Regions from separate parts of the Salmo salar genome. Here region 2 is linked to region 1. The links are chromatin contacts, called in public Hi-C maps. All regions are on one chromosome and are shown on one strand. Each heading gives the region's core, a stretch centred on a gene start, on an enhancer-like site or on the middle of the called end of the contact. The rest is flanking DNA. Distances are from core to core; before and after follow the strand shown.

What was found. Hi-C and Micro-C count contacts between places; a contact is called where the count stands out from the background.
Region 2: a Hi-C map of muscle shows a contact between it and region 1, with 16 times the contacts expected there. The contact joins the promoter of LOC106561454 here to the enhancer-like site in region 1. A contact is called at or near these places in 3 of 3 Hi-C or Micro-C datasets (blood, gill and muscle).

The regions. Positions count from the first base shown.
Region 1 is chrssa01:124,756,933-124,762,840 of Ssal_v3.1, forward strand. It overlaps LOC106561454 (guanine nucleotide exchange factor subunit RIC1), which reads right to left. Exons shown (of 27, transcript XM_014125432.2): 5 at 4,808-4,950; 6 at 4,218-4,354; 7 at 3,816-3,907; 8 at 3,021-3,109; 9 at 2,380-2,524; 10 at 1,894-2,104; 11 at 1,533-1,763; 12 at 1,322-1,360; 13 at 916-1,116; 14 at 516-676; 15 at 80-218. Among protein-coding and RNA genes, the nearest start is that of LOC106561454, 61 kb to the right of the region's middle. Within about 2 kb of position 2,824, at least 2 of the 13 cell types and tissues checked have an H3K27ac peak or open chromatin away from gene starts, as enhancers often do. A contact at or near this core is called in muscle, where this site is marked.
Region 2 is chrssa01:124,817,717-124,823,624 of Ssal_v3.1, forward strand. It overlaps LOC106561454 (guanine nucleotide exchange factor subunit RIC1), which reads right to left and starts at 3,132. Exons shown (of 27, transcript XM_014125432.2): 1 at 2,517-3,132. The coding sequence starts at 2,657.

The DNA.
Region 1 (5,908 bases), core at 1,574-4,073:
GGCAGTGGTAGGAAGAGCCACGCTGATGTCTGAAGAGACGGGCTTTTGATGGGATTTCACGTGTGTATTGAAGCAGTACCTGCTGTGGGGCTTTGAGCGCGATGCCGGTCTCTGTGCGTACCGAGGTGAGGGTGACGGACACCACCAGGGCAGGATGGGGGATGTAGCGGGACATGGACACCTCCTGAAGCAGCTCAACACAGGCTGACGGGTTGGGCCTTCAGAGAAAGACAACATGCTACTAATAGCATTGATTGGATAGGACCTTTGTAAAGCCCCCCCCCAGTTAAAGCCCCAACCAATGGCAGGTGATAAGTATTATTGGATTTTTCTAAAGTTCTCATGTGAATTTCTTTTCACAACACTATTGATTATCATCCGAGACCTCTGTCAGGTGATCTTCCCTACCGGTCTCATCCTGCCTGCTAATAAATGTTATGTGAGAGTTTATTTTCTTGTTGTATGAGTGGGTGTGCATGCCTGTGCCTGTCCTAAGCGTGTTGGTCTCTCCCTACCCGTCGTGTCTCCTCTCGATGCTGTAGAGGCAGATGGAGCAGTCTGCTCTGAACAGGACGATCAGGTCTCTGAACACATTGAGCAGCAGAGTGTCCGAGTGCAGCTTGGCGACGGAGGCGAAGGCATTGTCCAGGTTGGACGACCGGAGGTACAGACGCAGCTACACCGGGAGGGGAGAAACGACGGAGGAGGAAAGAAAGTACAGCTGTTCACTTTGTCAATCCATCAAATCGGCCAGTTAAACTGAGCTCGTCAGCTCGTGAGCAAACAATCGCACGTTCTCAATCAATTTGTCCATGCAAATTTGACCCATACATGTTCAGAATAAGGTGGTGTAAAATGTGTTTTTTAAAGTAGTATTGTTCCTGAACGTTAGCCATCTGTGTTATGCCGTCTTACCTCTTCTTGCTGGTCGATGAAATTGTAACACGCAACAACGACAAAGTCATTCCACCAGGCCAGCCCCCCGGTCACGGTCATGTTCTGCTCCTGAGTGATGTTCCCAAACAGCTTCCATTTCCTGGAGGACATGGCGTAATGTGCAAATCCACGTCTCCCTGCCACCGCTATGCACTGGCCTGCTGTGTCTATGGCTGCAAACTGGAGACACACACACACACACACACCTCTCATGCATTAGAAGCTATAGATATAGCAGGCTAAGTGCACATGACGACATTGGGTATCTGGAAAAACTGCATTCATTTGACAACTCAGGTTAACATGGTTTTATGTAGCCACACACACACACACTGAATACTTATCCCTAAGGACAGACGTAGAAGTATTTCCCACACAGACTCACCCGTATAGGCCAATTGCTCTCTAGGTATGTGCTGTGAATCTACGACAGAGGAAAAACACAGGATAGTTTGACTGACAGGATACTAAACATCATTTCTAACTTGTTAAGCTTCACATCAACATATCGACGCAACATTTGAATTAGATAGCCAGCTAACGGACAATAACGCTTTTTGAATTGGAAATGAATGAAGACGTTTATGAGCTTGTACCTGGACCACGTGCCAGTGCTTGTGTCCCAGTAAAGTGCTGAGTCCCTGAGAGATGGAGTTGGGTGAGGGGGCGGAGCGGTGGTGAAGGGGGCTGCCCTCCAGGCCATGGGCGAGGTTATGGGGGTGAGGGGTGTGAGGGCCATCTGAGCTGCTGGATGGGACCTGGGTGGGGTCACCACACGTCAGGTACAGACGGTCTTCCCCATGTAGTAAAACCTGCTCCTGGTTACTCTGGGAGGGACAGACAACAGGGAATCAACGAATAATCAATATGTTTGCAACATATCAGTATTCTACATGAAAGTGCCCAGCAGGCAAAATTGGTTGGTGTCAGGAATGTGTGCATTGTCTATAAACTCACCGTGCAGGGATTAACGGTGAGGGCGCTTTTGATGAAGTGGAACTGCAGTACTCCCGCCTGCTTGGTCTGGGTCGGAGGTGGAGCCTCCTCCATGTTCTCTACAAGCTCCGCTTCCTCTTTACTGGTGATGACCCACAGGTGGTAGCCTTCCGCTCCCCAGCACATAGAGCTGATCTTTATAGGATCCTTCTTAGTGCCGTCTGACCGATACCTGGGGTTGAGACCGTAGTCATACAGAAGGGTTTATAAGAAACACAATTGCAAGGAGAAAAAGATACTGTTTTGCACCGTTTTTTTGTTGTTGTCCCATTCGGGATGAAGCCTGCTCAAATCTATACTGTATGAGAGGGCAGCCTGCATCATAGAGCGTAGCTGACAAGACGACAGCGACGTGAACTGTACTACGGCTGCGGAGACCTTGAGGGGAAGGAGGAAAACGAAGACCAACAGAGGAAGAATAAAGAAGATCGTTGTCTCGTCACTCACGCAAAGTCCTCCCCGAGCGTACAGATGAGGTGCGCTCCGAACACGCTCCACAAAGACAGGCCGCCGCACTCCCAGGTCACCATGGCAACGCTGTAGTCGGGGGACCAGCGGATCAGCGTCACCGCGCCCGTCTTGTTCCACACGTCTGAGGAGGGAGATTCGATACGGACACCGGTCAGACAGAAATCCTTTCAGTGATACAGTCGAGTCAATTCCATTCAGTCAATTCATTTCAAATGAGGAAAACTAGAATAGGAATATGGTTTACTTCCTGAATTGAAAGTGACCACAACTCTGCTTTTACAGTAGTATGGTTTATTTGGTTGAACAGTGCACTTGTTTGACAACAGAGATAATACAGTACCGTGTAAAATAAACATCCCTGTGATGTAACTACCACTAGGGGGAAGGAGTGGACCATAAACAAACCAATGGTTCTGCATGGCTGATGTGTTGAGGGGAACTACTACATAGAATCACTTGCACTTTCGAGTCAAAAACGAAAACCAGCACATAAAGAGACATCATGTGATATCATTCGGTGTTAAAACCCGACGGGGTGTACTAGTTTGTATAAAAAGTGTACTTTCTCTCATCTGTCAACACTAAATGAGCTGGTGGTCAGTCAGAGACAGACATACCGGGGAAGTGTTTTGGGGTGAGCTCCAGCTTGTGGGAGAGCTGCATGGATCCTGTAGTGGTGTCAATCATGTACACCAATACTGAGCCACTGGAACAGAGAGAGAGAGAGAGACAGACAAATTAAAGACAGACAAATGTTAATAATTACTCATTCATTCTCTTCATTCTAAGGTAACATTGTGCTTTGGCAATATGTACCAACGCCAATAAAGCAAATTGAAATTCACAAACACAGTCAGTGGATTCAACACATGTCTTAATAATGCTGACCCATCAGAAGTAGGCATATCACATAACAGCCGCTTGTGCAGTCAAGTTCATGTCAATCTTGTTTAATACCGAGTACCAGCAATTAATTAGCCGACGTTTCCTAAATGAAAAACAAAACGCTGAAATAATGAGCAGGTATTTAATGAACAGAAAGGTTGCAGATCCCACAGCCAGTGATTGACTCATTATCTCTCTGCTGAACTCCGGGTCTCTCTGCTGAACTCCGGGTCTCTCTGCTGAACTCATCACTGCAGGCCAGTGTGTGAGCAAAATAATCTGCTGTCTGTCTTTGTGATTGGTGTGTGTTTGACAAGCGGTTCTCACGGTTTGTGCAATCTGCCAGCTTGTGTGCGTTCTCACACACACACACACACACACACACACACACACACACACCTCCTGCTTAACTGACTGGCTGAACAGTGGGACCATGGATCTCCTGATTTTGTCATTAGCATTCCAGTTAAACAGCATAGAGGAAGTGGCTACACAGGCCTGTACTGATGTTGGCAGGACACACGTACCTGGCACAACCGAACGCCATCAGCCTGTACTTATTGTTGACCGCCACACACGTGCCGTCTGTTACATCTGCTGCCCAGACGCCCTGCAGCTGCTGGAGGAGACAAGAGACAGTCCGATAGATCACTGTACTTCACTCCCGACACACACACGCGGACGCTCACCCGCAGGCAAACACTCGCATCCACCGTTTACTTCCTGTTTCCCCCACACCCCCATTTTTCATCAACCCTTGACAGTCACGCTTAACATGACCTACAGAACACGGCTGCGTTGCGTGCGACCCGCAGCAAAAAAACGCACACGCCCCGACACAACACTTCTCCCACCGTTCTTATGAATTCTAGCCTGCCAATCGTCAAGCACCACAGCAAATCACACACACACAGACTTCTTTCTCTTACTTCCGCAGTAAACCTGCTGGCTACAGGACTGATGAATCCCAGCCTCCCGTCGTCAAGCACCACAGCAAAGCCATCCAGAGTCACACAGTACTCCATGTCTCTGACGTACAGCCCCTCCAGATCCAGGGACGGACCACCTGCACAAGCAATAAAACGCATGAAGAAACACATCGATCCAGAAACACTACGCACATACATGACTTCAGGCCTACGTAGGGACGACACTTAGGCTGCGTTTACACAGGCAGCCCAAATCAGATCTTTTATTTTTTTGTTGCCAATTGGTCAATCAGATCAGCGCCGAAAAAGATCTGATATGCAACGATTTGACGGCATGGGTGAAAAGACCAATGAGTGGAAAAAAGATCTGAATTGGGCTGCCAGTTAAGATACAATCTCTATGGCTGCGTTTTTATGTAAACATGTATAGATGTAGTGGGGAGAGGACGGTGTAGATTGAGCACAACTGCAAAATGTACACATGGGTAGAGGTTCAGGTTAGTTGAGAGGGATCGGGTGGGGTGGGTACTGGTAGGCGAGGTAGGAAGAGGGTGGCGAGGAGACGATGGTATACAGTGAGTGTGACTGACCGCGTGCTGACTGAAGGTCCAGGGAGAAGGGGACGGTGCAGAGACTGATAGCCTTCCGGCCGTTGCTGACTCCGTCCCAGTGGAGGATGTGGAGGTAACCATCAGCTGTAGACACCAACAAGTCCTCCTGAAGAGACTTAATACTGGGGGAGGGAGGGGGGAGAGAGAGAGAGAGAGAGAGAGGTGGGGATGTTAAAGCAGCCCATAGAGGATCTGAGAGGAAGGCCTCGAAACAATGATTTACGGCAGCAGATCAGAAGCACCCAGCACCTCTCCTACAGTCACTCAGACCCCTTAACGCAGTCCTTCAAATAAACGCTCCCGCTCATTGTTATGCCTGAAGCGCAGCTAGAAAGACATAGTGAGAGAAAGAAGAGGTGAGAGAGCGAGTATGTAACAAAGCGACTGTCAAATTCAGAGGGAGAGGGCTCGCGCAACAGAAATGAGTAGAACATGAAGAGAGCAAGTGAGTATGCGACAGAAAATTGAAGACGTTGGATAAAAGGAAGAGTGACAGATAATAGAAGATGACAGATGAAGAGAAAGATAAGTGTCATTCTCCTGGAGAGATGCAGAGGGACCAGGCTGGAATGTGTGGTCCCAGTGTACTCAGATGGTATGTGAGTACTGAGGACTACCCGATAGCCTAGCCTCAGTAATCTGACTGTGGTTTGGCTTCATCTCTCCAGAGCAGAATGGGGCATTCTAGAGCCAACAGCCACCAGGACTCTCTGGAGAATGGGCCTTCTCAAGCAAAAAGGACAATACTGGAGCTTAGCTGCTCTGCTCAGTTCACCCCAGGCATGCGGCTCTAAAGCCAGGCTACTGGGAGGATGGGCACACACACACAGAGAGAGAGAGAGACACCCCCACACACAGACAGAGACACACAGACAGAGATACACACCCACACACAGACAGAGACACACCCCCACACACAGACAGAGACACACCCCCACACAAAGGAAACGCAAGGATGATAGATCTTTAATGTCCTACTGAAGTCCACAGGGACTAGAGGAAGAATGTGCGAAGCCATACGCAGTTAAATAATTTGCCGCAGTCAAATTGACAAATTGGTTTGGGAAGAAGAGGAAATCT
Region 2 (5,908 bases), core at 1,882-4,381, 61 kb after region 1:
TAAGTGGGTATTGTGTCAAGAAGCAGTGCAGCTTGGTTGGGTTTTGGAGGACGCACGACTCTCAACCTTCGCCTCTCCCGAGTCCGTACGGGAGTTGCAGCGATGAGACAAGACTAACTACCAATTGGATACCAGGGTCACTCATTGCCCTCTTTACTGAGGGAATGATGCATTATTGCATGATTGAGATGTTCTCTATCAACCCCAACAAGCCTCCCTCTGCTGAACCAATAAACAACCCTCACTCAGCCAATGTCCTTATGCTAAACTGTCTTTTCATGTCAACTGATACCGAGTGCTGTTCTCAAAATCAAAATTACGATTGTGTGATTGCACACCAAACACCAAGGCCACTCAGACAAAACCTCCCGTATAATATGCTTTATAACAACACATTCTACTAAGTCAGTGTAATTGAAGAGGTCCCAGAGGTCTAGAACAGTGTTTCCCAAACCTGGTCCTGCCTGTCAACCGCCACCTCTTCCATATTTTCCTAGAGTTTCACAGTTAGTTAATTCCCGCACATATTGGCCCGTGCAAAATCCAAGGCGCAGGGCAGGGTGACAGCAAGACTACATGACTAAGCTGCTCCCATACATGGATTTCTGCTTGGGCCAGGCAGGCCAAGCTGATGAGAGATGGGATTAGAGCCATGGGCTTTAGAGGAGTCATGGGGGGGTCATAGGAGATGGCTGATAAACAGAGAGATAGGAGAGGGAAGGAACTGGCAAGAGGACAGAGGAGGAGCAGGCAGTAGGAGAGTTTACCATGGAGGGAAACTGCTCCCATGGAGGAGGAAGGAAACTAGTACTGAAGTGTGCAAGAGGTGTTCCCTTTATGGGGCCAGGGGCAGAAATCCAACTCAGAGACTAGGAAAGTCCCAAGCTCAGACCTGATAACTTCTGGGGGAAAGGGACCGTCTGAGCTATAAACTGTAGATAAAATGTATTTATAACATACTATGCGTTATGGGATCAGTTCATGTCCAGCTGTTGAGGTTGACATGACTTATAGATCAGATAGCCATAGATCTGTGCTTTGGTGCCTAGTTCAGTCAGTCTGGCTGGCTGACCTTCAAAGAGGCCTTGAGTCTTGGACTGGACATGCCTGGCAGCTTTAAAACACTAAAAGGCAAGCAGAGCAGACAGAAGGCAAGGGGGGCCTGGACCGGCCACTAAGTTAGGGTTATAGCAGCACCCACATTCCTGTCCTGTGTGGACCTTTCCTGGACATCCTGTCCATTCTCTACCGTTTCTCCCAGTTTATGTTCAGGCCACTGGAGAAAATAAGAAACTGGGAAGCTCAACAGGATACTTCCTGTAAAGACAGGGAAATAAATACCGGCCTAGATTTGCACTATATACAAATGATGTAATGCAGAACCATCTAATTCTATTTTACTGCTGATATATATGTAGCACTCTTGCTTCTACACTCTTGTGCAGCCTAGTCATGGAGGCAGAGCTAATTTTACACCTGGGCTGACATAACTGTATTTGCAGATGTTGACATTGATGGTATACTGTGAAGTGCAAGAAGATATATTGTGATGTACATGATTATTATATTTGAGCTTTACAAATCAAAACTATGCAGTTTTATCAGTTAGGCGGTATCAATGTTGAAAATGAAGTCTAAAATCATTAACTAAGCCTTACTTTCCCATACTAAAATAATTTAATGTGAACGCGACTATAATATCGTAAATATGCACAGATATCGCAGAGTCTGGAATTATTTAGTCATTAACGACGTTAAACGATTATATCGCAAATTGCGATATTTGTAGTAGCATGATGATATGAGAGAAATTGGAAGAATGACGCACACGGAGGTATTCAAATTCACTGGAACTCTGTAATTTACACATTGTTATAGCTAAATACATAACAATTATCTCCTTTGATTCAAGATAGTTTCATGGGGTACCCAGTGACGGTGAAGGAATTCGCACCAGAGCTATGGTAGGGTGTTAAGGGAGTAAAATAAACATTGCTTTTAATGCTGAATTGAGTACACCAGATTATAGCTCTGATTTGCAGCTCTTACAAAAGCCGGCCTAGCTAAATACTTTGGATTTCATTAAATATCATTCTTACATAATCCTCATTAAACTACATTAAATGTATTAAATATTAGTGGCGATAACGCAACGTTGTGATTTGCCATGTACTTAACTATCTAGCTAGCTACTACTAGCCAACGTAACGTTAGTTTGGTACATACTTTATTATAATACTGGACTGAATACATGCTTTGTGCAACGTTAGCTTAGCTAGCTAGTACTTTTGTCAAACAGCTGATGCTTGTTGCGCCAGCTACTAGCATTCTTCCAAGTCCCTGTATGCAATGATAGCCATGACAGTTAGCTAGCTAAATATACCATGCCATGATAAAGTCGGTGACGAGGCAACCAGTGTGCACAGACAAAACTTAGCTTGCTTGCTTCTAGCTAACTGGCTAACAACTGCTAGGTAGCGGTTACCCAGTTCGTCGGCGATTAAGTCGTTGCTTACCCGACTAAACCAGATGCTTAGTTGAGTCTCTGACAACACAGCGAAGTAAAACCTCTGTGAGTTGGGCTGAATATGAAACGGTTCCTCTTCACTTTTCAGTGGACAAAGTAGCCTCCGGGGCCAGCCAGTTAGAAAATACATGACGGTCAGGCACTCCGACTCGACACTCCGTGTCACCGGGCCAGTGGAATGGCTATATTCCCAACGTAAAATAAACTATGTTGTCCAATCGGTTCATGAACAATTTGTAGCAAATTCAATCCCGCGTAAAGTCGATTTTCAGTCAAACGACATTCGTCCTGATCCTAGAAATCCATAAGCGATTGAGATCCAATCAGGCTAGCTAGCCAACACTGCTAACTTGAAATAGAACTGTGGAGCTCCTCTGAAAACAAATCGCTTGCGCACACGGGACTTTAAGTTAAAAACAAAATGCAACAGTATGAGCGAATTTATTTTTGTTATAAAGGTATCCTTTCTGCACCTATCTGAAAAAACATGTCTTATTTTTATTAGCGATAATAATTTTATCTTCGGCGTCTCTCGCTGTCGCCATCTTTATCGATTCAACTAGCTATCCTCGATCCGATTCGCTATCCCATGTATCTCTGCCCACCTACGTGAAGCTAGCCACAATAAGGATTAGCCACAATATTGGAATTTACGGCTCGCCTTCTAAATAAAAGTCCCTGACTGAAATGAATGCAAATGGTTAAAAATAGCGGAATCATATCATATTTGGACTAAATCATGTTAAACAACGTTGGAGATTTGATATATAAATTCAAAAGACAATAATGAGTTAAATTGATGTAAAATAATATTTAAAAAATCTGTTGAAATTGCACCGTGGATGTATTACACTTCAGAATTGCATTGGGGGAATATTTATTTCATTGTACAGCATTACCTATGGATTACTGAAATGGGGTATCAGTCTACTCAGTGACACCCACAGAACACAACTGTGAAGTGTTTACACATATATACTGAACAAAAATAAATGCAACATGCAACAATTTCAATGATTTTACTGAGTTACAGATCCTTTAAAGGAAATCTGTCAATTGAAATAAATGAATTAGGATTATGGATTTCAAATGACTGGGCAGGGATGCAGCCATGGGTGGGCTTAGGCCCACCCACTTGGGAGCCAGGCCCAGCCAATCAGAATGAGTTTTTCCACACAAAAGGGCTTTATTACAGACATAAATACTCCTCAGTTTCATCAGCTGTCTGGGTGGCTGGTCTCAGACGATCCCGCAGGTGAAGAAGCCAGATGTGGAGGTCCTGGGCTGGTGTGGTTACACGTGGTCTGCGGTTGTGAGGCCGGTTGGATGTACTGCCAAATTCTATAAAACGATGCTTACCATAAGAAATTAACATGAAATTCTCTGGCAACAGGGACATTCCTGCAGTCAGCAAACCAATTGCATGCTCTCTCACTACTGGAGACATCTTAGAGTGGCCTTTTACTGTCCACAGCACAAGATGCACTTGTGTAATGATCATGCTGTTTAATCAGCTTCTTGATATGCCACACCTGTCAGGTGGATGGATTATCTTGGCAAATGAGAAATGCTCACTAACAGGGATGTAAACAAATTTGTGCACAAAATCTGAGAGCAAGTAGCTTTTTGTGCATGTGGAACATTTCTGGGATCTTTTATTTCAGCTCATGAAACCAACACTTTACACGTTGCGTTTATATTTTTGTTTAGTATATTAGTGTCATAGCTCTTATTGTGGAACTTTGACTGTAGGAAATAACCTCCCCAGTTAGCCTATTGCACTGTACAGCCTTACCTATGGATTGTGGATGACGCAAATGGGTTATCAGTCTACTCAGTGACACACAGAACACAACTGTCAAGAGTTTAAACAAATATTAGTGTTGTAGCTCTTATCGCGGGACTCTGAAACCACTGTACAGCCTTATGACACTAATATTTGTTTAAACTCTTCACACTTGTTCTGTGGGTGTCACAGTAGACTGATACCCAATTTGATTGATCCACAATCCAAAGGTTAGGCTGTACAGTGCAATATGCATGCCCAATACACATAGTAGGTTGACTGGGAAGCTTAATGTGGCTCACTACAAAAACCTCTCATTAGCTACCAGGGACGCATCCTTGATGGAAGCTTCCTCGTTTGGGGGCTTATCTAAGCTTCTGAAGGGGAAGCTCCAGATAGCCCAGAATAAGCTGATCAGGGTAGTATTGAAGGTAAGTCTACGTACTCACATAGGCAGGAGCTGCTTTCAGGAACTCAACTGACTGCCTGTTGAGGCTAGGGTGTTTCAGATTAGATTGGTTTACAGGAGTATTTATGGTTCTGCGCCCAGATATCTAACTGATTCATTTCCCCATATTAGGGATGCACACAATCACAGCTCCCAGATCAGGTGTTGCTAATGTGCGCTTATACAGGTTCAGGAGTAATGCTGGGAATGGTACTTTCTTGTATACTGGAGCATCAGAGTGGAATGAAATAAAAACGACGTCCGCGCTGGGCAGCTTTAAAAAAAATATATAGTAAAAAAAAAAAAAATGTTGGATGTCTGCTGTGCCCATATGCATGTACCCTATGATGTAACTGCATATGCATGTACCCTATGATGTAACTGCATATGCATGTACCCTATGATGTAACTGCATATGCATGTACCCTATGATGTAACTGCATATGCATGTACCCTATGATGTAACTGCATATGCATGTACCCTATGATGTAACTGCATATGCATGTACCCTATGATGTAACTGCATATGCATGTACCCTATGATGTAACTGCATATGCATGTACCCTATGATGTAACTGCATATGCATGTACCCTATGATGTAACTGCATATGCATGTACCCTATGATGTAACTGCATATGCATGTACCCTATGATGTAACTGCATATGCATGTACCCTATGATGTAACTGCATATGCATGTACCCTATGATGTAACTGCATATGCATGTACCCTATGATGTAACTGCATATGCATGTACCCTATGATGTAACTGCATATGCATGTACCCTATGATGTAACTGCATATGCATGTACCCTATGATGTAACTGCATATGCATGTACCCTATGATGTAACTGCATATGCATGTACCCTATGATGTAACTGCATATGCATGTACCCTATGATGTAACTGCATATGCATGTACCCTATGATGTAACTGCAATGATGAAATCGATTTTTCTCTTTGTTTTTATGTTTTATTATCATCTCGCTGTCAAACTGTGTTCAACCGTGCTTGATCTTGCCTAGACGTCTTGTCTCAAGAGGACCACAATGGAAATAAGTCCCAGACTTTGTGTGAAATCCTCGATGAATTTACTCATGTGCATGTATGACTTTTTCAAGTTGTGTGCTTGTTTTTTT